Regions from separate parts of the Zea mays genome. Here region 2 is linked to region 1. The links are chromatin contacts, called in public Hi-C maps. All regions are on one chromosome and are shown on one strand. The core of a region is the stretch at or near the end of the contact, and the rest is flanking DNA. Distances in the headings are between cores, read along the strand shown. Region 1 holds the start of LOC100283267 (transmembrane BAX inhibitor motif-containing protein 4). Region 2 holds the start of LOC103630349 (pentatricopeptide repeat-containing protein At2g30780).

Region 1 (5,116 bases), core at 847-3,346:
CTTGCCACTGCACTGTCCCCCCACAAAGGGCTCGGCATTTCCCGACCAGACCACCAAGGGTTGGTGAGGGTGCAACTTTTGATCCAACTAGAGACATGTTTCCGCATCTTCGTGTTGCTAGACCACCTGCTGAAGGAAGGGGTCGCAATCAATTACTTCCTCGGTATTGGCCAAGAATAACAGACCAAGAGCTGCAACAAATATCTGGAGAGTATCCTTGATAAGGTCTCCATACATTTGAAATCGTCAACTTCATGGTGACATTGATCTCAGACATTTAGTAACTTATACATCAAGGCTCTAGAATAGCTCATTAGGCTTAAACACGTATAATATGGTGCATAAATTTCTTGTGTAACAGATATAGTTTTTCTTTTATCTTCCTTGACTATATTTTGCAATTTCAAATTCCACAGTCGTTCCATTGTTCGAGAAGGTCCTGAGTGCGAGTGATGCAGGCCGCATAGGGCGCCTTGTTCTTCCAAAAGCTTGTGCCGAGGTAACTTTAACATTTGTTTGGCTTCCTTTTCATAATTTAAGCATGTTTTTATTGTATATTGCCGATTGCCTGATTTATCTTCCAAAAGTTGTTTGGAAGGAACATCAAAAGCATTTGACTTTCCTCCTGTCCGGATTTTACAAAAATAAACATGTTATTATCCTGGATCAGAGTCTACATATATACCATCCATGTATGAGAAACCATATTTGAAGGGGATCGTCATCCTGTACATCGTGTATATTGTTAGAGTATATTTGGTAGTTTAGATATTGTGTCTCGTAGACTGCCATATGTGTTAATATTTGGTAGTTTAGATGTTGTGTCTCATAGTTTGACATATGTATTCGTGGGTTGTCTTATCTTCTAAGTAATGCTATATAAACTGTCTAAAGGGCTCAATGCAATACATTCATCCAATTACACCAATTCTATTCTCCTCCGTATGTTGACATGGAAGAATGAGGCAATTAGATAAGGATATTTGTTAGCTTTCTCATTATTGTCTGAGTCTTTAATCGTAGCAGTAAAAGTTTTGGCACGCTATTATTTTAGTTATTATGATCTGAACAACCCGTTTTATATAGGGAGCTCGTGGCAAATGCATCCTCACAACAGGACGATGGAGCTCAAGGCGTCAAGTGGTGGCTCACTCGGACTCGCGCTCCTCTGCAAGACACTGTTCCCCATGAGGGTTTCCATTACCATTGCGCTCGCATCGCCTGTCACTAGAGCTCTGAGCCATTAGAGGCTCGTTAATTTATGTAAATTTATGTTTTGTTGCAATGCACGGGCACATACCTATAAGATACTAAGATCGAAGATAATATATATATCGTTTGTTTTCAAGTATTACCTAACACTATCTAGATGTACATAAGTTACCATGATATTATGTCTCCGTTGCAACACACGAGCATTCACCTAGTTCAAAATGAAATGCATAGTAAAAACTAGCCATAAAAAGTAAACTAGATCAGGGGCGAAACCAGCCGGGAGATGTGATCGTACTAGTCGATCTATGGGCTGTTAGAAGAGACGGTTGGGCCAAAAAATTGAGAGGTGAATAAGAGTTTTCTAGGGCTAAGCGCGGGGCCAAGGCTGGGTGGCCAGAGGCTAGTATACACCCCTGAACTGGATACCATATGAAAAATAAGCATATAAGAAAGGTAAAATCTTTGACGCGGTTTGAAAAATGAGTTTTGACCAACCATTTATTATGGAAAAAATACCGGGAGCGTGGTATCATCTTATATTGACATATTATCAATATGACCAAACCAAAGTTCAAAAAGTTTCTGATAGGTAAGAACTAATCTGAACTATATGGAGGAGATCAAAGCGACACATCTTTCTTTAATCAGAAGGGAGTAGTACTTATGCAAAGGTCAACTACAGCTACAAGAGCATTTTTCATGTCGATGTTTTTATTCTCTCATGAGAAAAATAATAATTTGTGAGCACGGAACTTACCTAGGCTCGCGTAGTGCACGAGCTTTTGTTTGAGTGCTCCGCCCACCTCCGCCCGATTTGGCCCTACTTTTCAGTGGCCGAGGACAAGTTTGGCAGGATTCACAAGTGCTCGTAGCAAATCTACAAAATCCCCAACCGCCTCTCAACAAAGTCTCCCCACGGAGGTACACAGCTACGCGCAAACCGCGTCTCGCGCGAAGAATCCGCATTTCCCCTTCCCCGCACCGCACCGCACCCAACCCCCGTCGGAGAGAGAGATGGCATCGGTGGCGGAGATGCAGCCCCTCGCGCCGGCGGGGTACCGCCGCGCGCCGGAGATGAAGGAGAAGGTGGAGGCGTCGGTGGTGGACCTGGAGGCCGGGACCGGGGAGACGCTGTACCCGGGGATCTCGCGCGGGGAGAGCGCCCTCCGATGGGGCTTCGTCCGCAAGGTCTACGGCATCCTCGCTGCGCAGCTGCTCCTCACCACCGCCGTCTCCGCCCTCACCGTTCTCCACCCCACCCTCAACGCCACGCTCTCCGACTCCCCGGGCCTCGCGCTCGTGCTCGCCGTCCTGCCCTTCATCCGTAAGCGCCCGTGTTCTCCATCCGGTGTCGGGGTTTGATGTGCTGGGTGGGCAAATCTACTCTTTTCTGGTCATCATCAATTGATTATGGAGATGTGTTGCTGAAACTACTCAAATTGTCGATAAGTTAGGTGAGTTGGTTGGATCCAGATTCTAGAGTGGTCGATGCAGTGCTCCTACTAGGTTTTCTCGTTATTTATGATGAATAGCTGTTTGGATCAGGACTTTGCCATATAGATCTTGGATATAGCCGATCCAAGTTGAACCTGAAATCTGCTCAGATTGTTTTTGCTTTGCTACTGGATAGATATTGCCTAAACTAAGGTTCCGTATGGGGCAATTGGCTTCCTAGGTCTAGTACTTTAATTTAGTCACATATTATTTATGCAGGGGAGGATCCATAGGTGTAGGGGGGCAAAGTAGGCCATGCCCCCCCCCCCCCCCCCCTCAATTATCTATAATCTCTTATACCTAATGTACATCTACTGTTAAGTATAGAAAAAAAAAGTTTTGCGTGAGTTAAAACAGTCCTGTTCTTGACCTTATCGTCGAATCTATCTAGTCCATCCGATCTCGTCCTCCTCCCCAACCTAGTCCTTGCATGTATCCAGCCGTCCTCATTCATTCTGACGCTTCTCAAGCCAGTCCGTTCGGATGCCCCCTTCCTGGCGCCCCGCCCTGCTTATCGTCGTCACGACAGTACGGCACTTGCAAGCTCGTCTACTGTGCAGCATAAATGGGCAATAGCACAGGGCATCCAAATTTTTGGCCCCAAATTTTTTAGTTTTCTGAATATAAATAATACAATAGGATAAGGATTGTTTGATATTTTATAAAATAAACTGTTAGCCTTAAAATAGATAGTATGAGCCAACAATATGATAATAGATCAAATATGAAAGGATTGTTCATATAGTTTTCTTCTTTAAACTTCTATCTTGTATTGATATGAAACCTGAATTTAATGCAAAAGTAGTTTTTTTACGGTCTTATTTGATTTTGTCATGCAGTCTTCTTGGCCCTCTATGAATTTTGGTCCTGCGTCCGCCACTGTATTTATGGACACTAAAGGATGTTATTTTGCACTTGTCTCTTGTGTCAGTTTAATAATGTTTATATGATTGCGTACAACTGATATTTGGCAATTCTATCATGGTATTGCAACACGTTATGAGTAGATGATCTCGTTCAGGCTACATGGTAACTTGCCTTGGTCTAACATGTTCTGCATCATGTTACCAACAAGCTTACATGAGCACTATTGTGCTGAAGACATGTTGTTGGACTCGCGGTTGTATTACCAATGATAAAATGGATATTAAATTGGGAGAAGAGAAATGTGTTTTAGTCCTAAAATGTCTCTCAGCTATATTGTGAATTTGATACTAGAAGTATAATGAGGCTCTTTGATGTCAGGTGTTGGAGAACTTCAGTGGGTACATGAATAAGCAGTATATGGAACCAATTGCATCCCTATGAGTTTTTGTTTAGTTAAACCCGTGGCACAACATTAAAATGGGCAAATTGCACAACAAAATTGAGGTTGGATTGGTACCGATTTCTCTTGTTCCAATTTAATATTTTTCTTGACCATTTTTCAACCCAGCCCTAACGTTGCAACATGTTACAAAGTGAAAATGGTCTCACATAGGCGTCCTAGTGGCTGCCTCCATCTAACATGTTTGACCTACCACTTACTGGTAAGTCGATGTGAGGCCGTTATCGTGCTGATAACGTGTTGTGATATCATGGTCATGTTGCTGATGATTCAATGAAAATATAAATTGAAATGAGAGAGAAGCATCGTTGTCCCAAGCTTTATCTCAACTTTATTTATGCTCTTGATATTGCATGTTGACGAGATCCCTGTCCCCCAGTATAAGGGTTACTCTGAATATTATAAGGAGATTCAGAGGTTCCCTTTCCGATAGAAGCAGCAGTTTGTAGCTGGTTGCCTCTAATGGGCCTTAGTTTAGCTAAACTGTTCACCCGGGAAAAACATATTACAGTATTAAGATGATGCCACTTGCAGACTAGTTCCTTAATTCCTTTCTCTCTTGTTCTAGTTTGATTCTATGTGATTGAGTGATTGATTTTCAACTGCCCATTAATGATGTTGCAGCACATTAGTAACATGATAATGGCCTCACATGATTATGACAGCAAGTTGCCGTGATTTAACACATGTTGTATCATGTTAACAGGAAGTTTAGTTGTGTGTTATTTTGCTGATAATCTGGTGTATTATGATCATGTTGCTGATGAAGAAATACTAATGTCAAACTTGGACAGGAGATATGTGATGTAGTACTGTGCTTTATCTCAACGTTTTGTTATTGTTATACTGTTTTATTTATCGACAGTGAAACCTGCTTCTCTGTCGAATTGGAATTAGCAATAGGAGTCGCTCCTAAGTTGTAATTGGCCTGAGTTTAGTTACTTTCCCACACAAGAATCCATGTACATCATAAGAGATAATTGCACAATGAAGGCTTAGAAAGAAGGCTGATTCAGCATTTCTGATAGTGAGATTTGTGTTGAGGAATCATTTGAGAATACGAGAAAATAATGGTATCTT
Region 2 (4,751 bases), core at 1,788-4,287, 860 kb before region 1:
CTTGATTCCACTATCGTCGCCTTTGCCGCTCCAGCGAGGTGGGCGCGAACCCATTACAATCAACATCGCGGCTCCTCCACAACCTTCACAGAAAGCACGACGGAGACAATACCTGAGCCGTCTAGAAGGCAGCAACCTCCAAGAGTAACAAGCCAATGAAGCTTGCTCGGTGTACCCAATGGATGCAAATGCACTAGGAGCTCTCAATCTCTCGCTAGAATGCAATCTCAAGCAAAGAGTGTGAGAGAGTGAGTTAGAGGATCATAAATGAGCTCAATGTATGCTAGAAATGACAAAGAGAGACCTCACACATGAGCTCCACTTGTATTTATATTCCACCTCTTAATTCTAGCTGTTATGTGCAACTAGCACAGCATCTGCGCACGCGCGGACGGTCCGCGCCCTACGGCCGGACGGTCTGCCGTACAGGTAACAACTATAATTCATGTTTGAAACATGTCAGAGCTGTCAGAAAAAGTAAAACCCGGATGGTCCGCCAAACCAGACTAGACGGTCCGGGACCTGGTAACTTAAATTGCTAGAGCACTGACCAAGTTGAAATTTATGGGCGAACTGTCCGTCCTACAGGGCCGAATGGTCCGCCCATGGGAGTTAGTATTGTCCGGGCCAATGCCTTGGACGGTCCGTAGTTCAAATGCCCAAAAACACACAGTCCCTGCCCAAATCCATTTTGGCACTTGCGGACGGTCCACCGACTTTGGCCGGACAGTCCGCATAAGTACACAGAGACATGTGCAACTTCAGACCCCTCTGGATGGATCGCGGACGGTCCTGCCTCCTAGGCCGAACGGCCCGCCAACCCCAAAACTTAGCTTTTTTAAACACACTTTAGAAAATATTTTAACTCTCTAAATCTGAAGCGCGGTCAAGTCCTCATGCAAATGCAACTACTAAATGCTTTATGAGGCACTAAGTTTTATACTGATCAAAGTCATTGATCCATCTTAATAGTATGACTATCTAGCCTACTAATTCGGTCAATTTCTTCTCTAAACTCCTAATGACCGACAAAAACAAAACCTATGTTATGCCTCTCCACCCTCGTCTAATGTGACAACGTCAGCGCTGTCTACCTCTCCACCAATCTCGTGCAGCATCAGCGCACGAAGCATGTGAAGGTCAATCTACACTTCATCCGCAAGCGTGTTGCTGTAGGTGACGTTCGGGTTCTCAGCGTCCCCACCACGTTGCAGTTCGCCGACATCTTCATCAAGGAGTTACCATCGAGTGTATTTTTAGACTTTTGGTCCAGTCTCAACATCTATACAAGATAGAGTTGCGACTGCGGAGGTCTTAGAATACCCGTTAGAGTTTGTGGCTTTCCCTTTGTAATTACCCTCTCGCCCCTTGTAATGGGTCTGACCCAACTATCCCAAGTCTATTAATATAATGTCCAACCCTATTTCAGGATCAGGGTTTCTCAAAAGTCCATTTAGTGTTGTCAATTACCAAAACCAAACATATGGTTTTCACTGGTGTAGTGCTTTTGTAGCTCGACTGGTTAAGTGATTCAAGTAGTTGTCTCTTTTGTTTACTCGACTAGTTAACCAATTTGTCTCGAGCAGCTTTATTTGCAATAGTGTTGCTTGCTCTTTACCTTGTTCACTACAATTGGTAAGAAGGTTTTCCATAAAGTGCTAGGCTAGGCATGTACAATTATCAGGAATCTCACCTCTTACTAATATTTGTGTCTAGTTGCGTTATTGTCTTCAAAGGCTAATCACTTTTTTCTTTAGCCAGCTATAAATCCTTTCAATCTACCAAAAGGTGATAAGAGAGTGCAATAGTTTCTATCTCTTCCAACTCTAGATACATCAGAGTACCTCCATTGAGGATGACAACACGTAGTAATTCTACTTTCCTCCATTAGAAGCTCTCTCCACACCTCACGAGCATACTTGCACTTGGAAATAATTGTCCCACGACCTCATCTAGTCTATGGCGCATAGGGCACCTTGTATCACAATCCGTTTCATGGCTTTGTATCTTGCAGCATGGAGGCAAACTATTACATGCAAACCTGCCTTGTTTAGAACTTGAAGACCAAATTTTATTCCATGGGAGATGTGACGACCATTGCCAGGTTGCGATCAGTGGCACTGGTGCAAAAAGGTTCATGATTTAATGCAAAAAAGACCTTTTGACACTTAGAAGACCTTTTGAGTTGAAAAGTCAACCTAGGAAGTGTGTTGTATGTTCTCCCACAACCACAGTGGGATAACTATATTATGGCAACGAGAAATTCCCCACCGAGTTTTAGCTCCCTATCCTCGTTCTCGCGACGATTTTTTTCCGCGAGGATCCACACGAACGTTTGCGAGTGACATTTCTTCCCCATCCCCATTACTCGTAAGGATAAATCCCTATCGGGGATCTCCGTTTCCGCTTAAATTATAATTAATTCGTACTTTATTTATTATTAATGTAAAATATTGTCACTTAAACACATTGTTAGATGTCAAAAATCATTATGTGTACATTAAAATGAATACATTTGTATAAAGGGTGATCACTTGATAAGACAATTATTTATTTTTATTATTAACTATTATATGAAAACATCGTTATATGTAAGTTTAATGTGTCCCCGCGGGAAACGGAGATAGATCCTTGGAAAAATTCCTGGTATGCCATCAGATTTTATACTCATTCGTTGTGTGCCACTGAGTGGCATATAGGTACATTTTTGTGTGTGTATGACATGTGGGGGCCAGTGACACACAAGGACGAGTATTTTCGAATGACATTCAGGAAATTGACCCTAGATCCTTATAGAGGGATTCCCCGCGGGAAATTGGGTCCCGATTGCCATCTCTATCGTCAATGCTAGCTGTTCTCATCAATCAAATCGCGAAAAATTGGACAAAGCCATGCCATTTTTTGGTCCCTTCGCGGCCAACCAACCTAAATCGCAAAAAACGGGCTAAAGTCCATGTCACTTGTTTGGTCTCTTCACGGCCTACCAACCTGGACGGGCCGAACTACCGTTTTATGCAATGAAATCATGACTCGCACAAAATAGGCCCGCTTAAAGAAACCCATCCAGCACGCCAGGACGATGTTGGCCTCCTGCGCTCCTCCCCCGTCCATTCCCCACGCGGATGAGCGGATCCCTCCCTAGCCTAAACCCCTCGCGCCGCCGCCGGCCTACGCCGCCGCAGCCTCCTCCCATGTCCCGCCGCCCCGCCTGTTCCCTCCTCCCTCTGCTCCGAAGCCGCCGCTGCCTTTACGACGCCACCACCGCTAGGCCCTTCACCTCCGTCTCTGTCCCACCCGACGTGATCTCCTCCACCTGGCCGCCGCACTCCCCGTCGCCTCTTCATCCTCCGCCCGATCCGGCCGGGACGTGGTGCTCAGCCTCTTGTTCTTCTACCTCGCCGGCGCTCCCGCCCTTTACCGCATCCCATCTCCGAGCCGCCGTCTCCTTGCTCGCCACCTCGCTCACCGCGCTCCCGGGGCCTGACCCGGACCCGGTGTCCGCCCTCCACGACCACTCCTTCCCTACCCTCCTCGCCGTCTCGCCGCTCGCGTCACTTGAGCTCCTCTCGCTGCTCCGGTCCAGGCCTCGGTTAGGGCTCGCTGTATTCTCATTCCGCCGTGTGCTCTCCCCGGTGCCCTCTATCAGTGAGTTTGCCCTCGCCATCTCGCTCGCGGGCCGCGCCGGAGACCATGACGCGGCGGCCGCGCTCTTTGCCGACGGCACCGCTATTCATTCCCCTAACCTAGGGCTTTACAACGCTCTTATGTCGGCATACATGCACAGCGGCCTCCTTGACAACTGCATCGAGGTCTTCCACGCGCTGGAGCGCGATCCCAGGTGCGGTCCGCCTAACGTGGACTCGTACAACATCCTCATCGCCCTGTTCGGTCGCTCCATCCTCGTTGACCACATGGAGCGCACGCTCCAGTCGCTGGACGCTTCTGGCCAACCCCGCACTATTGGTACTTACAATGCAATCATCTCTGGTTACCTCACCGCATGGATGTGGGACAAAATGGAAGCGTCGTTTCAGGAGATGGTGTCGTTCCATGTTGCTCCAGATGCTACTACGCATAAGTTGATGTTAAGAGGATATGCACATGCCGGGATGATCTGTAAAATGGAGCAAGCTTATGAGCGTGCTTGCAAGCTTGGCATAAAGGTTGACATTTTGCATATACGTGCAATGCTGTGCGCATACTGCAAGTTTTACCATGTAGGTAGAATCCAAAAGATTGAGGATTTGCTCAAGAAGTTGGGTCCTGATGATTACAGGCCATGGCTAAATGTCCTCTTAATTAAGGTGTATGCTCAGGAGGGGTTGACCGAGGGGATGGAGCTGTATATTTCTGAGGCATTGGAACGCAATACCATTGTTACCGCAGTAAAGGTGATGCGGTCCATCATATGTAACTATTTTCAGTATGACGCGGTTGACAGACTTGCACTTTTTGTCCGACGGGCCGAAGATGCTGGTTGGAAGCTGTGCCGGAGTTTGTACCACTGCAAGATGGTGATGTATGGGAAGCACTATCGGTTGGAAGAGATGCATGGGGTGCTCGATGAGATGGAATGTTTGAAGTTTGATCGAACAAAGAAGACATTTTGGATCATGTACAAGGCATATGTTAGTTGTGGTAGGAGGACTGAAGCCAACACTATAATTGGCATGATGTGGAAGCATGGGTTTGCTGTTCGTGACGACATGTCTGATCAATAACTTGTGAGTTGATACTCATTCTGAATATTT

The links. Hi-C and Micro-C count contacts between places; a contact is called where the count stands out from the background.
Region 2: a Hi-C map of tassel shows a contact between it and region 1, with 2.4 times the contacts expected there. The contact joins the promoter of LOC103630349 here to the promoter of LOC100283267 in region 1. A contact is called at or near these places in 2 of 25 Hi-C or Micro-C datasets (ear and tassel).

The regions. Positions count from the first base shown.
Region 1 is chr6:156,450,878-156,455,993 of Zm-B73-REFERENCE-NAM-5.0, reverse strand. LOC100283267 (transmembrane BAX inhibitor motif-containing protein 4) reads left to right here and starts at 2,096. Exons shown (of 4, transcript NM_001156405.2): 1 at 2,096-2,539. The coding sequence starts at 2,230. It also overlaps the pseudogene LOC100381762.
Region 2 is chr6:157,313,194-157,317,944 of Zm-B73-REFERENCE-NAM-5.0, reverse strand. LOC103630349 (pentatricopeptide repeat-containing protein At2g30780) reads left to right here and starts at 3,037. Exons shown (of 2, transcript XM_008651407.4): 1 at 3,037-4,724. The coding sequence starts at 3,123. The coding sequence ends at 4,721.